Regions from separate parts of the Gossypium hirsutum genome. Here regions 2 and 3 are each linked to region 1. Evidence: chromatin contacts called from public Hi-C data. All regions are on one chromosome and are shown on one strand. Each heading gives the region's core, a stretch centred on a gene start, on an enhancer-like site or on the middle of the called end of the contact. The rest is flanking DNA. Distances are from core to core; before and after follow the strand shown.

Region 1 (4,642 bases), core at 812-3,311:
AGCCTTTATTGCAATCAGGACTATTATTAATAATCAACATCCCAGAATGCTAAAAGCTTCTCACCTTCTTGTCAATGTTTGTACAGTAGATAGTTCTTGCACACATCTGGCGCTCATCTTCGTTCTGAAAAAGAAATAACAAAACATTTAACAAACTGAATAGGAGAGGAGAATGGCTTATGCATCAATTACTCAAGTTATAAATGAGTTCCAGCACAATAAATTGAAGAAATGAGCCTCACCCTCGGCAAAAATGTTGGGTTAACTGGTGCAATAGCTGTTTTCGAAGGTAGCACCCTAACTGGGTAGAATCCAAGCATAGTCCCTGCATGATTCAGAGCAGCTCGCGCACCTTCTGAACAGTCAAACCACCATGCAGTAGCATGTAAATATCAAGTTTTACAGTTAAATTCACAATCCTTAAATCATGCATCAAATAACCTTATCTAAACATCACCTTCGTCAGTGAACTCAACAAAGGCAAAACGAAGCACGGAATTAGGATCACCACATATGCGGCAATCAACCACCTTCATAAGAAACAAAATTCATTCAGATACATTGCTTTTGATGAAAACTGCTAAGAAGCAAAGAAAACCATATCACCTGCCCGCAACTCACAAATAAACCTGCAAGCTGCTCTTCGGTGACCTACATCCCAACAAGCAAAAGACTGCATGAATCCAAATAACAAAGAGCAGAAATTGTAGAATTAATTTCAGCATCCTAACAAGCTCAAACCTGTTGGTCAATATCAGACACATAAACAGTCCTACGGATAACCTCTTCTCTCTGGGCCATACTTGTCCTATTGTTTAATCTCCTTTTACCTTGATTGAAAATTTTCTTCTGAGAAAATACAAAATCCAGTGAACAAATCCATGAGATTAGATGATTCTCTCATCTACAATTGAGATTATGTATAACAAAAATTTGATAACATTTGGGAATTGAACCTTTAAATTTCATGCCACTTAAAATGTACATGAACCGTAGCCTCAACTAAAATTAACCAAAAGAAAAAACACATGAAATTTTCTTATGCAGAACGCACTCAATAATAAAACAGAAACTTTGAAAACCTTCATCCTTAAAACCCCAAACAAACAAATTTTATTCTTTTTTTTTATATGCTAATTTTCCTCCTTCAAGATGACTAAAATTCTTAATAAAAAACAGTAAACACAGCAATCAATCAACAAATGGGTTTTTGATGGCATACCCGCCTACCAGCACCATTTCCATTAGCATGACCATTCCTCGAGATGTTAGTGTTGTTTTGCAGAAAAGAGTTGTTAATGAAAAACCCTCCATTAAGTTCGTGGTTAGCAATTGAATGGGGCACGAACTCTTCAGCCATGGGGTTAAGCTTAGAGAACAGTTCTTGCAACTCTCTCATGTCTCTCTTGAAGCTATCCCCAACGTCATCCCCAGTACCACCATTGCTCATCTGTAAATCCCCACCGTTGGATCGATGATGGGGGGCACCGATCTTGTCGTATAACCCCTGATCGTTCTGGTGTAAGCTCGGATCAATTCTTGACCCAACATGGTTTTGCTTTGACTGATCCTGATCGTTTGATGCCACTGCTGTTGCAGCCGCATCTTGATTCGAACCATTCTCAACTACTGCCATGGCCTGATAATTATTCCCAAAAAAAAAAAATCTCTTTTATCGACTGATCAAGAAAAGGACCTGAAATTTATAAGCCCAAACATCAAAAAAAAAAAAGATGATTTTTTTTAAATGGCGTTGTGAAATGTAGGGAATATAAAAATGATAGAATCGTTTCGGAAACTAAGCCAAGGCTACATTCATCTCCATTGATGACGAGCAAAACTAAAAACCCACCTCGAGATCACTACGGAGAAAACGAAATGGAAATAAATAACAGCAGAAAACAAAGTAGAGCAGCCAAAAAAAAAAGGGATGATTTTCCTTTTCTTACAGTGTCTGTAACGCTGAGCTTAACCTTTTTTTTTTTTTTTTGAATTGTTTTCTATCTAAAAATTAGGGAATTTGGATCGTTTACTGAAATGTAAAAAAAGAAAAAAAATACATGTCTATGTATGACATGATATTGATGCATGTATGTAGGATGATACTTGGCGACATCCATCATGCGTCTGTACTATGACGTGTCGCGTAGTTATTGGCTGCTGGGCGTAACTTTTAACCATCATAACAGTGAGGCAGTGTTTCAGATTTTACAAGTGAATGAAGGGTGTTTTGGTAAATCAGTCCGATTCGCTAAACTTGGTTTGAAACAAATGTAAAAGATTTAGGTAGGTTTAGGTTGTATTAACGAGCAAAAATATAGCTGGGGACCCAAGTAAATAGGACTGACCAAAAATGCAGTAAAACTTTTGGCATTTAATTCTTTATGTATTTAATAATTCATAAAAAATCTTATTCTAAAAATAATAGTTCATATAATTTTTTTAATATTAAATAAATTATAATCATATTTATTAATATATCCAACACGGGTTAATTGCACCCTATACATTTAAATTGACTCAAATTTAAAATTGATCTCTAAATTTTAAAGCATTCTAATTGAGTTCTTAAAATATTAGTATTGTATCAATTATGTCTTTATATCAATTTAATATTGTAGAAATATGTTGTAATTAAAATTTAAAAGGGTTATTTGTTTTCTTGAAATAATATCAAGAATAAAACATCATGTTTACTTTTACAAATGTCATTCCTACAAGGCTTTTTTAGGTTTTTTTTTCCTGCAAAACATCATCTTAACATCATAATGACCCTTGAAACTTATCAAATTTATTGAGGACCTTTCACTTTAAAATTATATTTTAAAATAGTATGTTATTTTTTAAAATTATAAAAATATTTGAAATGTTAGATTATTTTAAAATATGAAAACTTTAAATTTAATTGTTAAAAGAAATTATAGCATTTTTTTTAATATGAAACATACAAATTATTTTTTTCAAGAAAAATGTTAGATTGCTCATTATTAAAAAGATAGCACCAAAACATAAATCAATGACAAAACCCATAAAGCCCAAATTAAACACCTTCCTAACCAAAAATCCTTAAAACAAAATGCCCCAAGGCCGTATCAGCCTAAAAGCCCTTATCTTAAACTTAATCCCACATTTTTCCTAAAACCCTAAGACAAAGCCGCAACCATCCACCAAAACTTGTTGGTCACTTTCCCTCACTTCTCTTTTAACTTTATCATTTCCCATGTTCTGACCGACTTTTCTAGAACTCTGTTTCTTAGGGCATCCCAGCCATGGCCAAGTTCTCTTCACCGATCCGATTCCATTTATGGATCTGCCCATACTAAAATGCCTTTACTGAGTTCTTATTGTTTCCATTCCATTTTCCCAAGTCGTTCTTCTTCAGCATCTACCTCTCTGACCCACTCACTTTGTTGTTCCTGGACTTTGCTTCAGATGTATTGTCTCTTTCGATCCCCGCATATTGTTCTTCCTTTTCACTGAAGTCCCTTACCTATTCGCAGTAATCCTCGACAATCCTCTACCACAGCGGCTAACACTGCCCTAGAAAGTCTGTTATTTAGATAAGTATCGTCTCCCACCCTTAGTCCCTCTTTTGCAAAGGTATGTGCCACATTATTCCCTGTTCTTGAAGCATATTTGAATTTGCAATTAATAAAGTTTCTCTTTAGGCGCTTAACATTAAGAATATAGGCTCTGATTTCTGATCTATCGTCTAAGGGTGAGTTTGGATGGCCAGTGCGTTTACCTGCGGTTAGTGTAAAAACAGCGGTGGCAGTTAGATTAGATATTGTAGCAACACTGTAGCGTGAGACAAAAAGTAAGCTAAACGCACCGCACCGCACCCAATCGCCCATCCAAACCCACCCTAAGTCTTCTTGCAATTTTCTTAATACTGATAAGGTATCACCTTCGATGTCGACTCTTAAATAACTGGATTTGGCTCCAAATTGGATTGCTTGTACACAAGCCAAGGCTTCTGCTGCAAATGCATTTGGTATGTATTTGTTTAGGTATAGTTTAGCTTTTAAAACCTGACCTTCTTCATCCTGAATCACTATTCTTGTACACAATTTCTTGTTTTGTTGTTGATATGCAGCATCAAATTTTATCTTGACATGTATGGGCTTCGGTGGTCTCCACCGTTCAATCCTTATTTTCTGAACAAGTAGCTTATTCTTGATTCCTTTTAATTCTAGTAAATAATTTTCAATAAAGCGCTTTATCTCCTCTCCAGTTTGTTGTTTTCTCTCATAAAATAATTTATTACTTGTTGTCTGTAATGCCCATATAGTACATGCAATTGTTTTGCATTTCTGGCTCGGGTAATTATTAAAAAGAAATTGCATCCATTCATTGTACTGTGTATAATTTTGCTCTTGTGGCCACTCAATCTGCAATTTTGACCAAACTTTTGATGCTATAGGGCAATCCCTAAAGACATGCTCCACACTCTCCGTCTGGCCTTGACATTTTGGACAATCTGTCGAGCTTACTAACCTCTGTTGATATAGGTTGAATAGATTCAGTAAATAGTTGTTTGTGGACTTCCATACCATAATTTTGATTTTAGAGGGTAGATTTAGTAGCCATAATTTTTTGTACATCGGTTTGTAATTATTTTGGCCAATTTGTAAATTTGTGT
Region 2 (4,642 bases), core at 636-3,135, 800 kb before region 1:
TAAAAAAACCAAAAGATCAGAGTAATGCAATGGATCATCAGCAACATGAACAAGCACACATACATCATGAAGTGTTGGGCAAAGACGAGTAGCCTCGTCATACTTTTTACAAGCCTCCTCTAGCAAGGCATCTTTAGAAGGTGAAGTAGAATCTGGACTAACATTATCTGCACTTTCCTGCAAGCCAAATAAGAACAGAAAGGACATGATATGAGAAATCTGCAGCATTTTGCAACCATTACAATATGCTTAAATTGACAATGTTAAGGAGGCTGCCCTTGCTGTATAATAATAAGACATGATAATCATTATGAATGATGTTAAGCTAACATCAACATTAACCAGTATCTCAAACCTGAAGAACCAATGCCCAATTGTAGAGAGCATCATAATCTTCTGGGTTTCTCTCCAGTGCAGTAGCATACCTACAAAATTTGACTGAAAATCAGTACTATTGAATAGCAGACTCTAAAGCAGCAACATATCAAGCTCGATATGGAAGTAAAGTGTGAAAAGTGTATAAAAACAAGATGACAGTACCTCCTGGCAGCATATACAAGAATCCGTTGACGAGACCTGCCTTCCTCATCAGTACCAGTGACACTATTGATCAACTCCATTGCAGCATTATTTTGGTAGGACTGACGTTGCTTGTTTTCTTGACTGAAGCATATATAAATCATGGAGTAGACAATGGTATCATTCACAAGCAGAAGAAACAAGGATCACATCATATTTATTCCAACAAGACTAGGAAACCTTTACTGCATGAATGGCGGCATATGAAAAAGAACATAAACTGAATTCTATAAAGTGCAAAATCCCAAAACCAAGGGTTCCTTCATCGAAGTTGGAAAAGATTAAGATTACAATTGATGCCGAACTTGAAATTCAGAACTAATTTAATGACTCAAAAGCAGGAAAAAAAATCTAATTGCATCTGAAGTTCAAAGATAACGAGCTTCTAACATAACAATCACGTTCAAGAGTAATGGAAGACCTTTGATCGGAGAACAGTTGCTCATCCATGCAATTAATGAAAATGAACTCGTAGACTAAAAGGAAGAGTACGCCTTAATTGCATCTAGTAGTTTGCCAATAGACAATCAAGAATCAAAATTCTGTAACTTCTCTATTCGGGATATAAAAGAGAAACAGCATAATTTTAGGTTCAGTTGAAACTCGAAGAATTCTCCACATTTAATTGAGGAGACGAATCAACGGGGAGCTTCAAAGATCGAAAGATTTGTACGTTGAAATCTCGTTAAATCCAATTACAAATTAAAGAGTGTAATTTTTTGATCAACTGAAACTCGAAAAGAAAAGGAAAAAAGAAAGTACCTGTAAGGAGACCCTGCATCATCTTCGTCGCTTTTCAACTCACTTAGCAATTCTCTCATCGTGAAAGTCCGGTTCTCCTCATCTTTACGCCGCCCTGGAGGAGCAACTTGGTCGGTTGAAGCTTGTTTGGTCGTCTCATTCGATTGGATCGAGCTCTCATTGTTCGGCTCCGGCTTCGGATCGGCATCAGTTACTACAGGTTCCGGTTTCAGTTCCTCTTCCGGTTGTTGTTCAGGTTGAGATTCTACTTTCAATTCCGATTCCGGTTCGGGTTCGGGTCGGGGTTGTGGCTGGAAACCATTTTGAAGTTCGGATCCCTCAGTCGTTTCGGACATAGCGTTGAGCGAGAGATTTGCGTGCAACGCCAAAGCCGAATCCAAGAAGATCTGAAAGATATATCAAGAAGAGAGAGAACAAGAAAATATAGCGTGTTGAAGCCAAGGTCCAATGCAAAAAAGGAAGTTACTTCAGCCGGGCCGTAAGAAGTCGCAGTAAAAGTAAAACATGGTAAGCTACTATGTAAGAGTACAACTGTTATCTTCAAATGCCAAGATTCCTCCCTCATTACTAAATTTTAATGTATTGAAACCTATGGTCGCAGGGTACTGTTGACCATTTTCCGAAATAATGATTATTAAAAAACCTAAATTTTGAACACGATATTAAGCTTAAAAAATATATAATTAAGTTGGTTTAAAAAAATGATTCGGGCATAGCTTTTTATATTCAAAACCAAAATACAACATTTCTTGTGTAATTTATATGATGGCAAATGAAATATACTTATAATTTAAATATTAATTTTTTTAGAAATTTAATTAAAAATATATAATAGTTATAATTATATAATCGTTAAATATTAAATAAAAAATTATTTTTTAAAATAAATAATATATATATATATATATATGAAAGTGCAAAAGAGTTTAAATGAATTATTTATAAATATGGGTGAGTTTAGTTAAAATTTAAAATTCATATTTTTTCTAAGTTAAAATTGAGAAATTATTATAATATTAATATTATAAGCCTAATTCAAGCTCAACTCAACCCATAAATTCCTTTATGGAACATAAATTCCTTTATGGAAGTAATATTGTTTATGTAAGATTTTTACTTAAGAAGCATTTGTTTCATGAAAAATTATTTATCAAATTTTTTTTTCATAATTTTGTGTTTGGTCAATGACAAATAACGTGATGGATGAAGTTAATTAGTCAATTACAATAAACCCTTTTTTATGCAAGTTGTCTTCTTTTAAGAATTTTTTGAAAAAAACTCAATTATAAATAAAAAGTTTTTAGATAATAATTTACTTGAACCGAGCTAAATATTAATATATTATAATACAATTTTATTTTTAAATTTTAGAAATGCTAAACTATTGATCTCAAATTATACTTTTCAATATTATTAAATATATATTTATATTTACATTTAATAGTACATAATAAATTATTAATATAGTTAAATTATTTATTATTTTAATTAAATTATTTAATATTAAATAAATTATAATAATAATAATAAATTTAAATTTAGAAAATATTCTTACTATACTGTTAAAAATTTTATATTAATATTTTAATAATAATTATATGAAATATGATTTATAAATATTTAGCGATGTTTTACAATATAAATATGAATATTAATAATATAAATATGAGTATTTTTTAAAACTTTACTTACTTTCATTTATTCCTTCCAATTTTAATGAATTATTATCCATATCACACATATAACTTTAAGTTTAAGTTTTAATTAGTCATTGATTATTATTAAGCCTATAAAGATAGGGTAAACTATAAAAATGGTCACTTTTGTTTGCCTTAAATTACATATTAGTCACTTATGTTTGAAATGTTATGTTTTAGTCACTTATGTTATTGTTTTGTTACGAAGTGGTCACTTTACCGTTAAACTCTGTTACCTCCTTAACGACAGTCCTACATGGTAGTCTAAATGGGTTTTAAATGCCAACTTGGATGTCTAGTTGCTAGGATAAAAATAAGTTTTTAATTAAATAAATTTAATTTGGACTACCATGTAAGAAATCCAATTTGGTATTTAAAACCCATTTGGACTGCCACATAGGATCATTGTTAGGGAGGTAACAAAGCTTAACGGTGGAGTGACCATTTCATAACAAAACAATAACGTAAGTGACTAAAACGTAACATTTCAAACATAAGTGACTAATATGTAATCTAAGGCAAACAAAAGTGACTATTTTTGTATTTTACCCATAAAGATAATGCAATTATTATAAGATAAATTTTGATTGTCAAAGGAAAATACTTCAGTTTTTTTAACAAATATAATTTATGATATGAATGTTTCACTATAAACGATTTTCAAGAAATGATTTCATGGTGATTAATTTTTTCATTTCAACATAAATCATATTAGGAAGATGATCGCACACTAGTGTATGAACACTGGGTAAAGAATTAGCACGAAATATATAGAATTAAAAGTAGCTTTTATTACAAGTGTGATAGGTTAGTTGTAATATTTATAAGTGTTCCGATGGAACACTCAGAGTATTCCAATGATCAAACCCAAATAATTGTCAAATTGGTAAATGTGTTTATCAAGTTAATCAAGAATTAAGCAATTACTAATCTAATTGAGTTGAAAATTATTAATGCAAACCAAATAGGAAAATATATGGAGACCAAATCTAAATTATCAATTAAACTATTTAACCTAAACTTTCTTCCTATAGTCTTAAAATATGCAAATGGTGAAAACGATGGTCGATTGATTCGTTAATCGCTAACTAAGTTAACAATGTTGGATCTGGTGCTCTAAGTGTAGTATATTCGTTTGTATACTTGTATTTTTCGAATAAATTGATTTAATAAAATTATCTATAAGTTGCATTAATATTATTTGTATATTATCTCAATGGTTTTTACATGCAAAGAAAAATGGAAGCAAATATTAGCTCATTAGTTATCTAATGTTTGACTAATACTAAGCGGTATTACATGGTCGGATCGTAATACGAAAAGACAACTTGTATTAGTAGATGAACCTAAAGATGTTCTTAGTCTAATCGCAAATGAGCAAATCGATTGAAAGACTAATATGCCTTCTGTCAGGTCTAATTGAGGAGATGCTTTGTTTTGGGCATCGGAGCGGATGACTCTCAGAAGATAGAGGCATAGATTTGATTGACTGGATCGATAGTACATCAGACAAGATCCAAGTAAAACTGATCATGAATCCATTTATGGATTTACTCATTTGTGATGTTCATAGTGTAGCATACCTCAATCTTGAGTGGATGATG
Region 3 (4,642 bases), core at 1,544-4,043, 720 kb before region 1:
AGCAACAGTCGGACAGGTGGGGAATGTTGGGGTGAACCAGAAAAGTTTGGGTAGAGCCAGATCTAAATGTTGGCTAGGTAAGCGTCCTGTAGTAAGAGGAGTAATTATGAACCCTATAGACCATCCCCATGGGGGTGGTGAAGGGAGGGCTCCAATTGGTAGAAAAAAACCCGCAACCCCTTGGGGTTATCCACCATTTGAGTCTCCAACAATTATTCCAATAATTACATATCCGATTTGACCTATGGACGAATATGCAAGCATACGTTTCATGCTTGTTTGAGTAATAGCAATGAGATTCCCCGATATCATGCTAAGAATAGCTAGGATTTCCAGAAGAAGATGCCATTCGTTTGATGAGAAATAAAAAGGAATATCGAAAATTCGAGTGGCTGAAGCCGAAGCAGCTACTTTCGAAATATGGAAAAATAACTTCTACGCCAATTATTAAGAGAATCAATTTTCATTGCTGGTGATAAAAGTAACTTAGTAGAAAACATTCTAATAAAAGTAAATTAATTTTTTCATCCCAAATGTTAGAATAACATTCTAACCAATACATTCCTTGAAAAGTTATTAACTTTCCATACCAAAGCCTCCCTAACTGTTGCCTTTGGAAATTGAAAAAGGAAATGAAAAGTGAGACGATCAAAACCTTATTGCAGTTAAATAAAATTACATAGTATTATCCATATATATAGTAGGGACGTAGGTCAGGAAACATTGATATTTCTAGAGAAAACATCGAGATATATACATTTTAAATCTTACCATATATTTCTAACAACTGGTTACTAAATAAGGATAGTATATAATCTCAGATTGAACCATCATAAATTGTGCGATTATCATTTCATCTGCGCCTAGGCTGCACTTTGACCTTAAGAGGGTTAGCCATTTCGCAGGAGAGCCTAAGCCTTTCGGTGAGATCAACTGGATTAGCATCCGATTGCACCCACTCGAATTCATGCAATAAGGATCCCACCCAAAAGTTAACAGTGGCCAAACCCAACGTCTTACCTGGGCAAGTCCGACGGCCTGACCCGAATGGCGCCAGCCTGAGGTCTGACCCTAACACCGAGAATTCCACATCAGTACTACTGTCCTTGGACACGAATCTCTCTGGCATGAACTTGAGTGGGTCCACCCAAATTTCTGGGTCCCTGGTGATGGCCCACATGTTAACCATGGCTGTGGTCCCAACAGGCACGTGATAACCATCAATAGTAGCGTCTGTGATTGCCAACCGGGCCCATGATAGAAGTGGGCCAGGCGGGTGCAGCCTCAGAACCTCCTTCACTACTGCCTGCAGGTAAACCATCGATAGAATATCTGATTCCATTAACGCTCGTGATTTCCCCACAACTTCATCAAGCTCCGCCTGCACTCTTGACTGGATTTCCGGGTGAAGCACCATTCTCGCTAGTATCCACTCTATTAAAACCGCCACAGTGTCCGTTCCTCTAAATATCATCTCCTGCGTAATTAGGACAAAGCAATTAATTGTACTTAAAAGCTAAGAAAATGTACATATTATCGTAATCTAATCATCAAACTGATCCAAGATTCCATCTTCGACTGTTTTCCCATCACAGCTAGAAAGCAAAAAACCATGCCTATAAAAAAATAAAATAAAATTGCTTGCTTTGTTGCTTACCCAAAGTACGGCAATCATATCGTTGTCCGAGAGTCTATCAGGTCCAGTAAGAGAAAGTAAAACGTGCACGAAATCATGGTTTGTTGTCTCAGGTTGCAGTTTATGTTGTTGAATGATTCTACTCACAAACTTGTTCACTTTGGGAACAAGTTGGGTGCATCGAAGCCGGATTTTTTGAAGGTCTAAACCAGCGAGCCATGGGAGATGATCAGACCAATTGAGCTTCCCTAATAGGTCGTAACCTTCTTCGACAAGCTGGCTGAGTTGTTCAGTTTCAGTATTTGACGAACCAAGTTGATACTTGCTGCCAAACACCGAGCACATCATGTTGTTAAGAGATGCTTTCTTGAGTATATCCCGTACGGAGAATTCTCCGGTTCCACCCCGACATGCTATTATAGAACGCATTTGAGAGGCGATATCAGACCTCTGTGCCTCGGTGAAGCTGATTTGTTTAGGACAAAATAGATGTGTGGCAGCAATTCTTCTGAGGGTTCGCCAGTAAACCCCATAAGGAGCGAAACCAATGGCTCTGTTGAACATTAAACTGTATGCCGACTCTTTCACTGGACGATCAGCAAAAACGGAACTGTTAAGAATCTCTTTGGCTACATCAGGGTTGCATGTAACCATAACCCTTGTATCACCCAAGCTAAAGGCCATGAGCCGTTTAGCATCAAAACACTTAGCTGCTGCAGAAATTTTATGGTGAGCCAGATTAAGCATGATGTCCATGCTTCCCAGCACTGGGAAACCTCGTGGCCCTGGAATGATGTTATTGTGCTTCGTGGCACCTCTCTTGCGGAGCCAATGATACTTACCCCAGGCAGGGCCTCCAGGGTACAACCAAAAACAGAGGGTCATACCCAGCCAACCCATGCAAAGTAAAAGAAGAAGCCAAATGGAGTTTTGAGAGGAGAAAGTTTTGCATTTGGAAGCAATAAACAAAAGCCAAAAGCAATCAGAGTTGGTTTCCATGGAGATCAGGAAAATGGCGGATGATATTTTGTTTGTTTGTTTGTTTCCTCTTCTGGTTGAGACCATGAAATGAGAGCGTCGCTTATATAGAGATTTTTTTTTTTTTGTGGACTACAAGAGTAACGGTTAAACAGAAGCATTATGAGATATGCCACACGGATCGGCATATATCAACATTATAACGTAATTAAACAAAATCGAAAAGTTAAAATCGATATCATTGTGCGCCGCCACTAGCAAAACCGAAAACGAGGATTCATGAGCATGGGGCCCCTTGCATTCCCCACATTCGTTTCTTCTCGTGGGGTTCATTTTCTTGGAACACGTAAGCCCCTAGCTGCTACCATTCTATCTTTTTCGATCCACAGCTATCAAACCACTAATATCGAAGGCTAGTAGCAGTGTATTACTGGTAATAATTGAACAAGGCAGCCATTCCGATTCGCTATGTTAATGAATTTGGCATCGCTCTCAGAATTTAGGCATCGGCGGTGTATGTGGTGGTCCTGAGCGAGCCCTCCACTTCCAGGCCATATTAATCAAATATCATTCTTTTTCATACCCAATCATGTCGATGTAGTATCTTTCTCTTCTTTTTACTTCTTTTTTATAATCTCATGGACACAAAACTTTTACATGGTTATAAAAAAAATCATGAAAGTAACTCTTTAAGTTTTTCGAAAAAGAAATTAAAAGAACAAGAATCATTAAAACAAACTAGCAGCGGCATTGGTGAATGTTAATTAGTATTTGATTAAAATTAGCAAAATAAACAAGCATTTTTAAGATAGTTATATATATGGGGTGAGTTTGGATTTGGTGAATGTGTTTAGTTTATTTTTTGTCTCACGCTACAATATCGCTATAGTATTTAATATTGTCGCCGTTATTTTTATACTAACTACAAATAAACGCATCAGTCATCCAAACCCATTCATAATAATTAACTCAAGTGAGACCACCTTAAAAAATAAAGAAATATAATATCCCTTTAATTCTCTCCTCATGCAGTTTATTTGTCTCCTCATGTAGGATTTGTTTTTATGAAATATATGTTTTCTTGTAGAGAAATGATTCTTATATATTTATTAAAGGTGTGATATTTCATAAATGATATAATCAGTAAATATACTTCCTACTGAAAAATGTGAATTTGAACCATTTTGGCGATTTAAAACGTGGAAGTTGAGCGACACGCATTTGGAAATGAGAGTGGCCGAAAGATCTTGACGGCCCAACAAAGATCTTTGATGCTAAAGTAGTAGTTTTTATTCTTGTTTATTTTACAACAGAAGAAAAATCTTATGCGGGTGAGCTGAATAAAAGTTACTTGACGCTAACACGTGTGGAGACGTTGCTATCGTGCCCTTGAAATTGAAATGAACCCACGAATCTGGGGTGGATATAGCCGTACCCCACTATCGCGAGTACCGAATCCCACCCCACCCTCCATGCCCCATCGCCACGTGTTCCTTGCATTCTCTATCTGTCCTCTTTCATGTTCATCACTTGCTCCAGTGGTTTCTAAGGTCCCAATGAAATGGCTTTGGGCTTTTAGGACAACCACCCCCACTCAAAAGGCGGATCCTTACTGCACCTCCAAAATTTTGATTTCTTTTTCTCAAACTTTTTCAAATATTTTAATTAGGCTTTCTCTAAAGTTTTTGAAAGTTTTTATTTCTTTTTGAAAGTTTTAAAAAAAAGTTTAATTAATTCATATTTTTTTAAAAAAATTCTAATTAAATTGTAGCACTTTAAACTCGACTTAGACTTTGCGACTGAATTTTGGAGGTCACATTAACCACCGAAATGACTAAATAAAAACAACCAAACTTTTAGAAATTTATTTTTAAAGTGTTTGCTTATTTTCAGAAAACCGTAATGGCTTTTATTTTATAAAAACGTTAGTGTTACCGAGTTTAAAATTATATCCAATTAAACAAAAGTTCTTATTAATTTTGGAAACATATTTGACTTATAATTTACTTTTCAGAAATTTAAGTACGG

What was found. A called contact is a pair of places that touch in the nucleus more often than the background predicts.
Region 2: a contact with region 1 is called in a Hi-C map of leaf, with 2.4 times the contacts expected there. The contact joins the promoter of LOC107911608 here to the promoter of LOC107911784 in region 1. A contact is called at or near these places in 4 of 34 Hi-C or Micro-C datasets (hypocotyl, leaf and petal).
Region 3: a Hi-C map of leaf shows a contact between it and region 1, with 2.2 times the contacts expected there. The contact joins the promoter of LOC107911625 here to the promoter of LOC107911784 in region 1. A contact is called at or near these places in 2 of 34 Hi-C or Micro-C datasets (callus and leaf).

Annotation. Positions count from the first base shown.
Region 1 is chrD08:40,016,983-40,021,624 of Gossypium_hirsutum_v2.1, reverse strand. It overlaps LOC107911784 (polyadenylate-binding protein-interacting protein 11), which reads right to left and starts at 2,061. Exons shown (of 11, transcript XM_016839737.2): 1 at 1,950-2,061; 2 at 1,223-1,639; 3 at 742-849; 4 at 607-651; 5 at 458-530; 6 at 243-355; 7 at 65-124. The coding sequence starts at 1,636.
Region 2 is chrD08:40,813,408-40,818,049 of Gossypium_hirsutum_v2.1, reverse strand. LOC107911608 (protein HLB1) reads right to left here and starts at 1,885. Exons shown (of 14, transcript XM_016839475.2): 1 at 1,342-1,885; 2 at 541-663; 3 at 356-425; 4 at 64-177. The coding sequence starts at 1,676.
Region 3 is chrD08:40,740,802-40,745,443 of Gossypium_hirsutum_v2.1, reverse strand. It overlaps LOC107911625 (cytochrome P450 78A3), which reads right to left and starts at 2,793. Exons shown (of 2, transcript XM_016839492.2): 1 at 1,658-2,793; 2 at 1-1,477. The coding sequence starts at 2,701. The coding sequence ends at 854.